Regions from separate parts of the Sus scrofa genome. Here region 1 is linked to region 2. The links are chromatin contacts, called in public HiChIP or PLAC-seq maps. All regions are on one chromosome and are shown on one strand. The core of a region is the stretch at or near the end of the contact, and the rest is flanking DNA. Distances in the headings are between cores, read along the strand shown. Region 1 overlaps LOC106506385 (a long non-coding RNA gene). Region 2 has its middle 340 kb from the start of IRS1.

What was found. HiChIP or PLAC-seq counts read pairs in DNA pulled down with a chosen protein or histone mark.
Region 1: an H3K27ac HiChIP or PLAC-seq map of skeletal muscle shows a contact between it and region 2, with 4 times the contacts expected there. The contact joins two enhancer-like sites. A contact is called at or near these places in 2 of 47 Hi-C or Micro-C datasets (heart right ventricle and skeletal muscle) and 1 of 2 datasets of contacts at active chromatin or transcription factors (skeletal muscle).

The regions. Positions count from the first base shown.
Region 1 is chr15:128,191,326-128,196,909 of Sscrofa11.1, forward strand. LOC106506385 (a long non-coding RNA gene) reads right to left here. Exons shown (of 4, transcript XR_001301650.2): 2 at 2,702-2,794; 3 at 1,902-2,102. Among named protein-coding and RNA genes, the nearest start is that of IRS1, 110 kb to the right of the region's middle. Within about 2 kb of position 3,811, at least 1 of the 83 cell types and tissues checked has an H3K27ac peak or open chromatin away from gene starts, as enhancers often do. A contact at or near this core is called in skeletal muscle, where this site is marked.
Region 2 is chr15:127,964,115-127,969,238 of Sscrofa11.1, forward strand. No RefSeq gene overlaps it. Among named protein-coding and RNA genes, the nearest start is that of IRS1, 340 kb to the right of the region's middle. Within about 2 kb of position 2,302, at least 2 of the 83 cell types and tissues checked have an H3K27ac peak or open chromatin away from gene starts, as enhancers often do. A contact at or near this core is called in skeletal muscle, where this site is marked.

The DNA.
Region 1 (5,584 bases), core at 2,561-5,060, 230 kb after region 2:
TGTTGTCCTAGCCTATCAAGGACCACACCCAGGTTGCACAGTCTGGAAGGGTCACTCTGCGTAGTCAGCCTCCTGGGAGAATCCGAATCCCCTAAGAACTCAGTGGATCCCACCTGGTATAGATATGTCTCTACAAAAACCTGAGCAGACACTTTAACTCAAGACATTATAAAGAGTCCATTAAGGGAGTTCCCATTGTGGCTCAGTGGTTTAATGAATCTGACTAGGAACCATGAGGTTGCAGGTTCAATCCCTGGCCTCGCTCAGTGGGCTTAGGATCGGGCATTGCCCTGAGATGTGGTGTAGGTCGCAGATGCAGCTCAGATCTGGCGTTGCTGCGCCTCTGGTGTAGGCAGGCGGCTTCAGCTCCGATTGGACCCCTAGCCTGGGAACCTCCATATGCATGAATGCAGCCCTAGAAAAAGACCAAAAAAAAAGAGTCCATTGAAAGTGAGGAAACTCACACTATGAGGTTAAAAAGAAAAAGCATGTACACACACACCCACAGGACCACAGCCACCACCACCACACCCAGAAAGCAAACCACAGACTCCGTTCTGTAAAGTTCTGGTGTTCACTTCCAAGCCTTCCTCACCAAGGAGCTGGCGAACATTCTTAGGCAGATAAGCGTAAGGGGCCTGTCCCTGGCCTAGCCCATCTGTATCCTTTCCTGCTGCCATAGTCCCAATTTTGTCACCTGAAGACCTATTCCCAGGAGCGGTCCTGGGGGTGTTTCTCTGTAGCAGGTCATTTCACATCTGCTACGAATGATGCTCAGTCTGCAGTTGCTTTAACTGGCAATTTTAGTTCTTCAGTCTTTACCAAGCAGAGCCCTACAGCATTTACTTTCATTGCAGCCTCTGAGATACCAGCACCTGTTTGACAAGACTCGTGGCTGGGCTTTTGCAGACACCCTAGCTCTGTCTTTATTCTTCAATCTCACCCCTGAGGTTCTGTCCAGCCTCCTCCAAGGGACTGCAGCCTTTGGAAGGGTTTTTAAAGCTACTGAATTTAACTTACAGTCTGAATCCAGATTGAAAGAGGTTTCCCAGATAAGTGGACTTCTTAATGTTCCCCAAAGCCCAGAGTTTAACCCTTTTGTTCCTGCAGACTCTTAGGCAACACCATGGATTCTCATCGATAGGGTCAGGACACTGTGGATATTAGGTTTCAGAAGTCTTGGAAATAATTCATTGCTGACATTGGAAAATGATTGACCTTAATAAAAGCCAATCTCAAGTTGCTCCTGTAACAGCGAGAGTTCTAGTCACCTTTTTTTTTTTGTGGGAGAGAGCTGTGGATTGCGCTGGGAATAAAAGGTAGCCTAAGGCCTATTTCTCTAGGCTCCAGGCTCTTAATTCTTGTGATGGCAAAAACTTACAGGAGTTCCCTTCGTGGCTCAGCAGAAACAAATCTGACTAGTATCCATGAGGGTGCGGGTTGGATTCCTGGCCTCAATCTGTGGGTTAAGGATCCGGTATTGCCATGAGCTGTGGTGTAGGTCGCAGGCGAGGCTTGGCTCTGGTGTTGTTGTGGCCGTAGCATAGGCTGGCAGCTACAGCTCCAATTCGACCCCTAGCCTGGGAACCTTTTGGTGTCCCAGTACAGTCTGAGTGCATCCACGGAAAGTGTAGCACGTGGAAATGTCCATTAATCATACGAATAGACGAAGGAATGGGGAGAAGAGAACATTTAAAATGCCATCTACTCTTGATCAGTTTTACAATCAACCTGTGCCACATAAATCTAGAACTATCCATTCTAAGCATGACTATAAGAAATGGCCAATATTTGCATTTCTGACCCGCAAAAGTGGCAGTTTCCTTTGGTTCACGTTCAGACTATGCATATTGCATTAAAACAAGCTGGGGAAGAGAGCAACAAAAATCAGCCAATCCTACCTTACGAGCCGGCAACAGGGGAAGGAGGCTGCCCGAAATGTTTTCGTTTTGTTTTGGTTTGTTTTGTTTCGTCCCATTTTTAACCAAAAGGACTTCAACAATACACAGTGCTATAAATGCTTCCTTGTTTTTACCCATGTTTGGGTATATACATCTGAGAATAGCAGTGGAATTTCTTCCTTAGCTCTGGACCCTTCATCACTGTACAAAAACAAACAAACAAAAATGCATCAACAGAATGTAAGAATGGTTGGTCAAAGTCCTCTAGAAGTGGAAAGCTATTATTTTAAAGTTTCTGAGGAAGCATCTACCAGAGAGGAATAAATTATCCCTTCACTTGAACTTCTCTGCATTTCTCCATCAGTACAGGGTGCTATTATACCTGCCACTATAATTTGACCCCAAAATACAAAGAAACATGAGATAAAGTGCATGAAGGGTTTAGAAGAATGATTCTATTCTTTTCCTTTTTTTGTTGGGTTTCCATTCCTCAGGTTAATCTGATTGTTGTTTTTGCAAGGAGGGAATTCACCAAATACATTATAAATAAGCATTACCATGCTCAAAATCCTTCCGTATGGGAAGTTTTCTTTCCTTAATGCATTTACCTGTGTATGTAGAACCAGGTCGTCTTCCATTGCTAAGACAATAACAATTACTACTTCCAAACGAAGGTGCGACATTAAATAGTTTAAATGCTGGCAGCCTCTCTCTGCTTCTTTTTAATATTAAACTTCCACAGAAATGCTCAGTTCTTCAGCTCTTGCCTTTTAGTTAAAATCTACACATTGTGGACATACCTTAAACATGTTCTTGGGTGAAGGCTGATGAGGATCGGAACATGTATTAGGGGATATCGTTACCTGTCGACATTTCCAGAAGACTTCAATCCTCTAGGAGGAAGGGAAAAACATGCTTAATGCTTAATTGGTCATTCCTTGACTACTGAACAATAACCATGCCATGCATTTTTTTTTAAACACACCAGTGGCAGGGTTGGTTGTATGAGGCATGAGTCTGCATGGCTGCTGTAACAAAATGCCTCAGACTGGATGGTTTGACCAGCAGACATTTATTTCTCACGACAGAGTCCTGGAGGCTAGAAAGTCTAAGATCAAGGTGCAGCTGATTCAGTTCTTGACCAGGGATCTCTTCCTGGCTTGCAGATGGCTTCCTTCTTATGTCCTCACATGGTGGAGAGAGAGACAAAACTCTGGTGTCTCCTTCTCTTCTGATAAGGGCACTAACCCCATGGTGAGGCCCCTACCCACATGACCTCATCAAAATCTAATTACCTCCCAAAGGCCCACCTCCAAAGGCTGCCACTTTGAAAGTAAGGGCTTCAACACATGAACCTTGGCTGGGCTGGAATGGGGAGGACAGTTCACGCAGCATGAGTTAGCAACCCCACCAAAATCTTAAGAGTTCTAATTCATCTGAGAAAGCAGCTTTCTAGACATCTGAATTTAACAAATACTAATAAAATACAGAGACGGCCATTCTTAAACGAATGTCTTTAGTGTTCTAGACAAATCACCTCTTTGGTAAACTATGGCTACACACCAAGAAGTTTATATTACCTTTTCCTGTAGCATTTATATTTCCTTATCTTTTACTCATTCTCTCTTTTTTTTTTTAATAATTGGGTTTAGTGTGCTAAAAATAGCCCATGTTGCACTGTTTTTCCTTCTAGCTTCGTTACAAACTGATTTCTAATTGTCTTTGAGACTAGGAAATTCTCATGTGAATGCACTCAGCATATTTGACTGAAACTCAGGCATGCATTAATGCAACCTTGGATTGGGGGGGGGGGCATAGCTCTTGTGACCCCTTCAGCTCTGCCCCTCCATCCCTCCTTAGTCATACACCCTTTGGGGATTTATTTCTGCCCAGTGTACAATCTGGGTATTAAATGCTCTGAGTTGCTATAATTAAAGAGACTCTATTTTTAGTTACAAACTGTTTCCCTGAGATACATACAACTGCTCATTAATCCTGGGAGCCTTTTTCACAAAGCTTGTGTTCTCGACTTTTTTTTTTTTCCAATGCCCAATAGACTCATGAGGGAAAATACGAACACTGGTTATATTTAGTTTTCTCCTCAACCATGTCAAACCCTAAATTGAGAGGAAGTTATAAATACACTGCAAAAAAGTGTTCTCTCTTTCCTTTAAGCAGTATTTTAGTGCCCCCCAGGATTGTGGTGTAAAGGGCAGAGAGGAGCCTGTATTAAAATGAGAGATGAAGTAAATTAAACTTCAGCCTTTTGAAGGCGTTGTCCAGTCCGCGGGGCTGATCACACTCTGTGGCGTGGAAGAGTGTCTCAGACATAGTAGGCGTTTGTCCAATATTTATGGGGACCAGAAGGATTGACCACATGTAGCAGCTATGCAGAAAAGGCCCATTGCTTGAATGAATATAACATTTTGCCTAGTTGACCCTTTGAGAGCAGAGGGAATGTTCTCTGAAGCAAATTCCTTGAAGAGGTGAGCACTACAAAGCCACAAACCGTCCAACACCTTCCCAACAATGGATCCAGCCATCAATTTCAGTTTGCAAGTGGTCTCAGCGGCTTCCAGGGTGGTAGTGAGCTTTCACTTGCAAAGAGGCATTCCTGGGTTTGGAACTTCTAGCTTAGGAATGTTCTGATACCCGCTGCCAAGCAGTTGCCCCATGATCAATCCCATCTCTCTGCCTCCAGCTCAGAACCCATTTCCTAAGCTCTCTCGGGCCTGGTGACAAGTACCAGGAACCCATCTGACACCCTCTCAGGCACCTCTTCCATCCTTCTCAAAGGGCTCAGACGCAACATGACCCTCCACACCCGCTGTTTGCCACCTCTCACTGCAGTCTGGGGTGTGTTGTAACGTGAGGGCAGGGCTTGACAGTCAGGAGGCTGGCGTTTATATCCAGACTCATCTATTACATGGAAGGAGCCGAGGTAGTGCCTTAAGTGAAGTGTTTCATCTCTAAATGTTGATTCCCCTAGGTGAGGCATAGAGGAAACAGCCTACTCATAAGGCTGCTGTGAGAATTCCATGAACTAATTCATATAAATAATCTAGTTCAGTTCCCAGCCCTGGAAGGAAAGTCTGTGTAAGTGGAGACCATTGTTACTCACAAGTCTGTGAACTGCCCCCCCAGCATCATCATAAACCTGAACGTCTTCCTTTTCTCTCTTTCAACTTCTGTCCATCATGCAGTAATCTCTTTCCCCCTCTCCATTTTTCTTTCCTTCCTTCTCTTTGTCTTCCTCACAAATCAAAACAAGGCTATGAGTGTTTCCAAGAGCCATATGATTGATAAACCCACAGTCAAGAAAAGGGAAGCCATCAAAGTTCCCATCGTGGCTCAGCAGAAGTGAATCTGACAAGTATCCATGAGGATGCAGGTTCGATCCCTGGCCTTTCTCAGTGGGTTAAGGATCCAGCATTGCCACCAGCTGTGATGTAGGCTGCAGACATGCCTCAGACCTGGTGTTGCTGTGGCTGTGGCATAGGCCAGCGGCTACAGCTCCAATTTAATCCCTAGCCTAGGAACTTCCATATGCTGTGGGTGCAGCCCTAAAAAGACAAAAAAAAAAAAAAAAATAAATAAGAAAAGGGAAGCTATCAATCTGAAATAAAATATCTGAAGTGAAAATAGGACGGGGGTTAATAACTGCAAACACCCTTAACAATAAG
Region 2 (5,124 bases), core at 1,052-3,551:
GATTACTGTGCTATCAGGATGGCCCACACACATTCAGTGAAGGACCCAGTGGCACATAAGGCCAAGCTATTTCAGCCTACCAAGTCCAATGCCATGGACTATTTTAGTGCCAGAGCTTCCTGTGCATCAGCTGAGGCTGTCCTGAGGCCTTGCTCTCAGCTCCACCTCTCTCCCTGCTCAATCCTGCATCATTCCCTTCCTTTCAACAAGTGCTGATTCCAGGACTTTTCCCAGTAAACATTTTTACATATTAAACTTCACCTCAGAGCCAGCTTCTAGTGGAATCAATGGTGTGTTCTAGTTGTTTGCTTTCAAATATATCTCCCTGCTAGACTTTCAGTCACGTTAAAGCAGAGATGAATCTTAACACATCTTTCCATTACTAAGATCTGGCTCCTGAGAAAGGGCTTAACCCTTTCATTTAACCTAAGGCATCAATCTAGGACAAGAAAATAAAATGTGAGATTTCAAATCAGCAAAGGAAGATTTTTCTCACTGCAAAACCAAAATACTTTTCTTTTTCTACTTTCACACCCATGAGAGACTTTTCCTAAAAACCCATGGCCAATGGCTCCAACTCATTCCTCCTTATAGAAGTGGAGTTACTTACCAGGTTACTAGGTAACCACCTAAAACAAGGAAGCTTGTCCACTTGTATTTGCATAGAGAAAGAGCTTAAATGTTCTGACTTCTCTCAACCCTCACTCCTCCCCAGGGGAGGAGAAGCCTTCTCTTCTCAGGAGGTAAGTTTGGTAAAAAGAACCTCTCCTCTCTCTTCCTCAGCTTATTTGGAATCCACCTGCCTAACAAAGGCTGATTGTCTTCTCTCTTTCTAGAAGCTATAGAGGATGAAGTATGTAGTTGCTCCAGAGAGAAAATCGGTATATTTATTTACTTTAGGAGCGGAATATTAGCAAGCTTGCTCAGAAGACACACCTGTATTAGTTATCTATTGCTTAGGGGGGAAATTGCCCCAAACTTAGCAGTTTAAAACAATGTACTATCTCACAACAGTTTCTGTGGGTTGGGAATCTTGATGTGGCTACTTATCTGGACCCTCTGCTGCAGGATCTCTCGTAAGGGTGCAATCAACGTGTCAGCCAGAGCTGAGGTCTCATCTGAAGTCCCAACTGGAGAAATATTTGTTTCAGAGCTCATACAATTGTTGATAAAAATCAGTTTCTTGCGGAATATTGAATGGAGAGCTTCAACATTCATTCACTGTTGTCCAGAGGCAGCCCTCAATTTCTTGTCACTTGGAGAGTGTCTCCAGTTTGCTTCATCAAAGCCAGGGAGGGAGAGAGGCAGTAAACAGAGCCTGCTGACAAGGTGGAAGCTATAATCTTACATCCAGAATCATCACCTTTGTCATATTTTATCATTAAAGCAAGTTACTTGGTCTTGCTCACACTCAGGGGGAGAGGATTACACATGGACATTCATTCCAGGAGACCAGGAGGTGGATATCATTAGCAATCATAGCAGGAGCCACCTTCTATAACCCTTAAGACCCAATGTCTGGCAGTTTATCGAAAATCATAAGAGTGATATTTTTATCCCCATTAGTCTGACTCCAGTGCCCATCTTTTCATTCATTCCAATCTCAGGAGGGGAAGAAAGATGCTATTTATTGCTCCCCCTCAAGTTACCAACACGCATCTCTGTGATTATTCAAATCACAGCTGGACCACGTCTCAGTGGGGGAAGCACTGGTTGATCTCCAACACCCTTTATTTTTTTGAATTTTATTTTTATTAAAGTAGAGTTGATTTACAATGTTGTGTCAATTTCTGCTTTACAGCTTAATGACCCAGTCATGATTTTTCTCATACTACTTTCTATCATGTTTTATCCCAAGAGATTGGATATAGTTCCCTGTGCTGTACCGTAGGACCTCATTGCTTATCCATTCTCACTATAATAATTTGCATCTACCTACCCCAAATTCCCATCCATCCTACGCCCTCCTCCTTCCCCCTTGGCAACAAAAAGTCTATTCTCTATGCTCCTGAGTCTGTTTCTATTTTGTAGATCTAACTCCCTTTCTTGAGTACTCAGTTATGCCAGTGTGAGGGAGAATCTCCTTGAGCATCTTAACCTTATCATGTAGCCAAAATGCACTGCACTTATCCTTACAGGAACTTGAGAGAATTCACCCCATGTCCACATGGGGACCAGTGATCTCATGTAACCACACACTAAGGCCAAATGTATACTTGTCATGCCAGCTCCCAGGAGACAGAAATACCAAAGACTCATGTGACCCTGGAGGAACAGAACCAGAGAACTAGTGACGCCAAAATCCAAACTGCGTCTCTGTCACGGAGACGCGTTGAGAAGTGTGCCATGCACTTATCACCACAAAGGTCCTGTCTGTATTGAAGCAAATCCAAAGAAGAGGATTGGCTGAATTACACAAGCCCTCCTGTGCTCAGGAGGCATTCTCAAGTGCCATGCGTAAGGTACTGACATTTATACTCTGGAAAAGGGCTCCAGAGCTAAATTGGAAGGAGCTAAGTGTCACCTGGGACATTGGTATACCCTGCTCCTCTAAGAAATTGAAATTAATAAGCTCTAATGAAAGAGGAGCCAATTGTGTGTAAGGTCAAACTTCATAAGCCTACCTTGAGAACAGAGACCAGGTTATTCCCTTACCACCAAGACCAATGGATTGCCATATGCATAAGAGTGTTTTACAGTTGTGTGTTTAGTTGAATCATAGCTAAGTTTTTGTTTGCTGCTGTTGTTTGGCTACTAACAGCATTTTCAATTCTTAATTTTTACCTGTGTTGCAATATATGTCATTGCCACATAAGAATTCTAAATAGGAGTTCCCATCGTGGTTCAGTGGTTAACGAATCCGACTAGGAACCATGAGGTTGCGGGTTCGGTCCCTGCCCTTGCTCAGTGGGTTAAGGATCCAGCGTTGCTGTGAACTTCGGTGTAGGTTTCAGACACGGCTGGGATCCCGTGTTGCTGTGGCTCTGGTGTAGGCCAGTGGCTACAGCTCTGATTAGACCCCTAGCCTGGGAATCTCCATATGCCGCAGGAGCGGCCCTAGAAAAGGCAAAAAGACCAAAAAAAAAAAAGAATTCTAAATAGATAAGGAGCTACTAGACAGTTTTAAAATTATTTAATCAAAACATTTATCAAGAATACCAGAACAAGAACCACAGCCGGTAATTGAAGCTAAATGCTAAATTGTATGCATGTGTCTTGCTGCATTGTGAAGATGGACATCTATGTGCAAACAGGCAAATAAATATCTTGAGAAATCCCCTAAACATTATTTTTTAAAAGGTTTTTTAACTTTGTTTGGTTTTGTTTTTTGTTTTTCATTTGTTTGTTTGTTTTTTTGGCTGTACCCCCTGTATGTGGAAGTTCCTGGGCCAAGGATCAAACCCACGCCATAGCAGTGACCTGAGCCATAGTGGTGACAATGCCAGATCTTTAGTCCACTGAGTCGCTAGAAAACTCCTCCTATACTTTGGATTACACCATGGCTTAGTGAGTGCTAGCCTTTTGGTTCTGCACCTTTGGAAAACACAGGCCACTTCTCCAGAAAATGGTGCTACCTTGAAATTTCAAGAAGCCATGTGCTCTAGAGTTGGACTCTCCATCGTCTAGAGCAAAGTTGTCCAATGGATGTTTCCGAGATTATGGCAATGTTTTATTCTACATTGTCCCATACTGCAGGCACCAGGCATGAGCAGTGACTGAGCACTTAAAATGTGGCTAGCGAACCTAAATATGAAACTATTTAATTTTATTAAATTTAACTATTCACATGTGGTTGGTGACTACTATATCAGACAGCACAATTACTAGAGATTTGCTATTCAACATGTAGTCTGGGAACCAGCAGCAGCCTTGGCTTCACTCACTGCTTTTCTAATAGACACGCAGAATCACAGATCTACAGACAGAATCTGCATTTTAACAAGATTCCCAGGTGATTTGCATACACATTGGAATTTGAGAAATGCTGCTCTAAAATATTTCTTCATAAGACTGATTACTTCCTGGCTCTCTAAGGGAAGACAACCCAAATCTTTTTTTTTGAATCAAAAAAGTGGAGAATACAGTATTATTTCAGTACCCTTCCTAGACAGACCCCAAGGTAGAGGGATGACCTCAACACGAAAATTTCTAGAATGCTCTAAAATGTGATCTGTGCCCAATCTCATTCAACCAATACCCTCTTTCTTCCCCATTTGGGCTGGCTTTACATGTGAGCTTCATAAGCGCATTTTTTTTTTTTTTTTTTTGGCTGTGCCTATGACATGTGGAAATTCCTGGGCCTAAGATCCAAGGCAAAACAGAGCAATGAACCTGGGCCACAACAGTGACAACATCAAATCCTTAACTGCCAGGCCATTAGGGTATTTGGCAAAAGATTTCCACTGACCCTAGGAAGAGGCCTCTGTATCCATGACACTTCTTGCCATTGAAATCAGTTTGCTAATACTTTCCTTAATAAAGATCAAGCTTCAAAAGTTCATACCCTGTAAGGCTTATATGCAAGTTGCACTAGTCTAGTACAAACCACAGTATGAATTATCTGAGTACTAAATGTGATAAGAAAGCTCGAGGAAGGGCACCCCTCAAAGTGGAAAGGAAGAGAAATAGCAGAGGTGAAGAAAGAGAGAACAAAGGGAAGCTGATGTGCCATGAAGCACGTTATTCAGGCTATGATACCAGACTGAGAAAATTGTTGTGTCCACAATCACATTGTTCAGAGAGAGGCAGCAATGACTCTGGTAAACCAAAGTCTAGGACTATTAGGTGCATGCATTAGAAAAGCTTGAGTGCCTCCAAAGATACCTACACTTAATCTTCATACCACAGCCTAAATTGTCACTGGTAGGAACACCCAAATGCCCCTTCTGTGGTGGTAATGTTTATGTTTGTTTGTTTTCAGGCTCTTCATGCACTTCCCCTTTTTCTAATACTAGCTCCCAAATATTATTTGAGTATTTACATTCCGATCACCCCTTAGCCAAGTATATCCCTAATTCCACTCAAAAGTGGCAATTTGGCAAATGCAAACCACTAGCCTAGTTCAGAGCGGTGCACAGGAGTCCATCCAAAATAAGGAGAAGCATGGACTTCGGATCTTCTAGG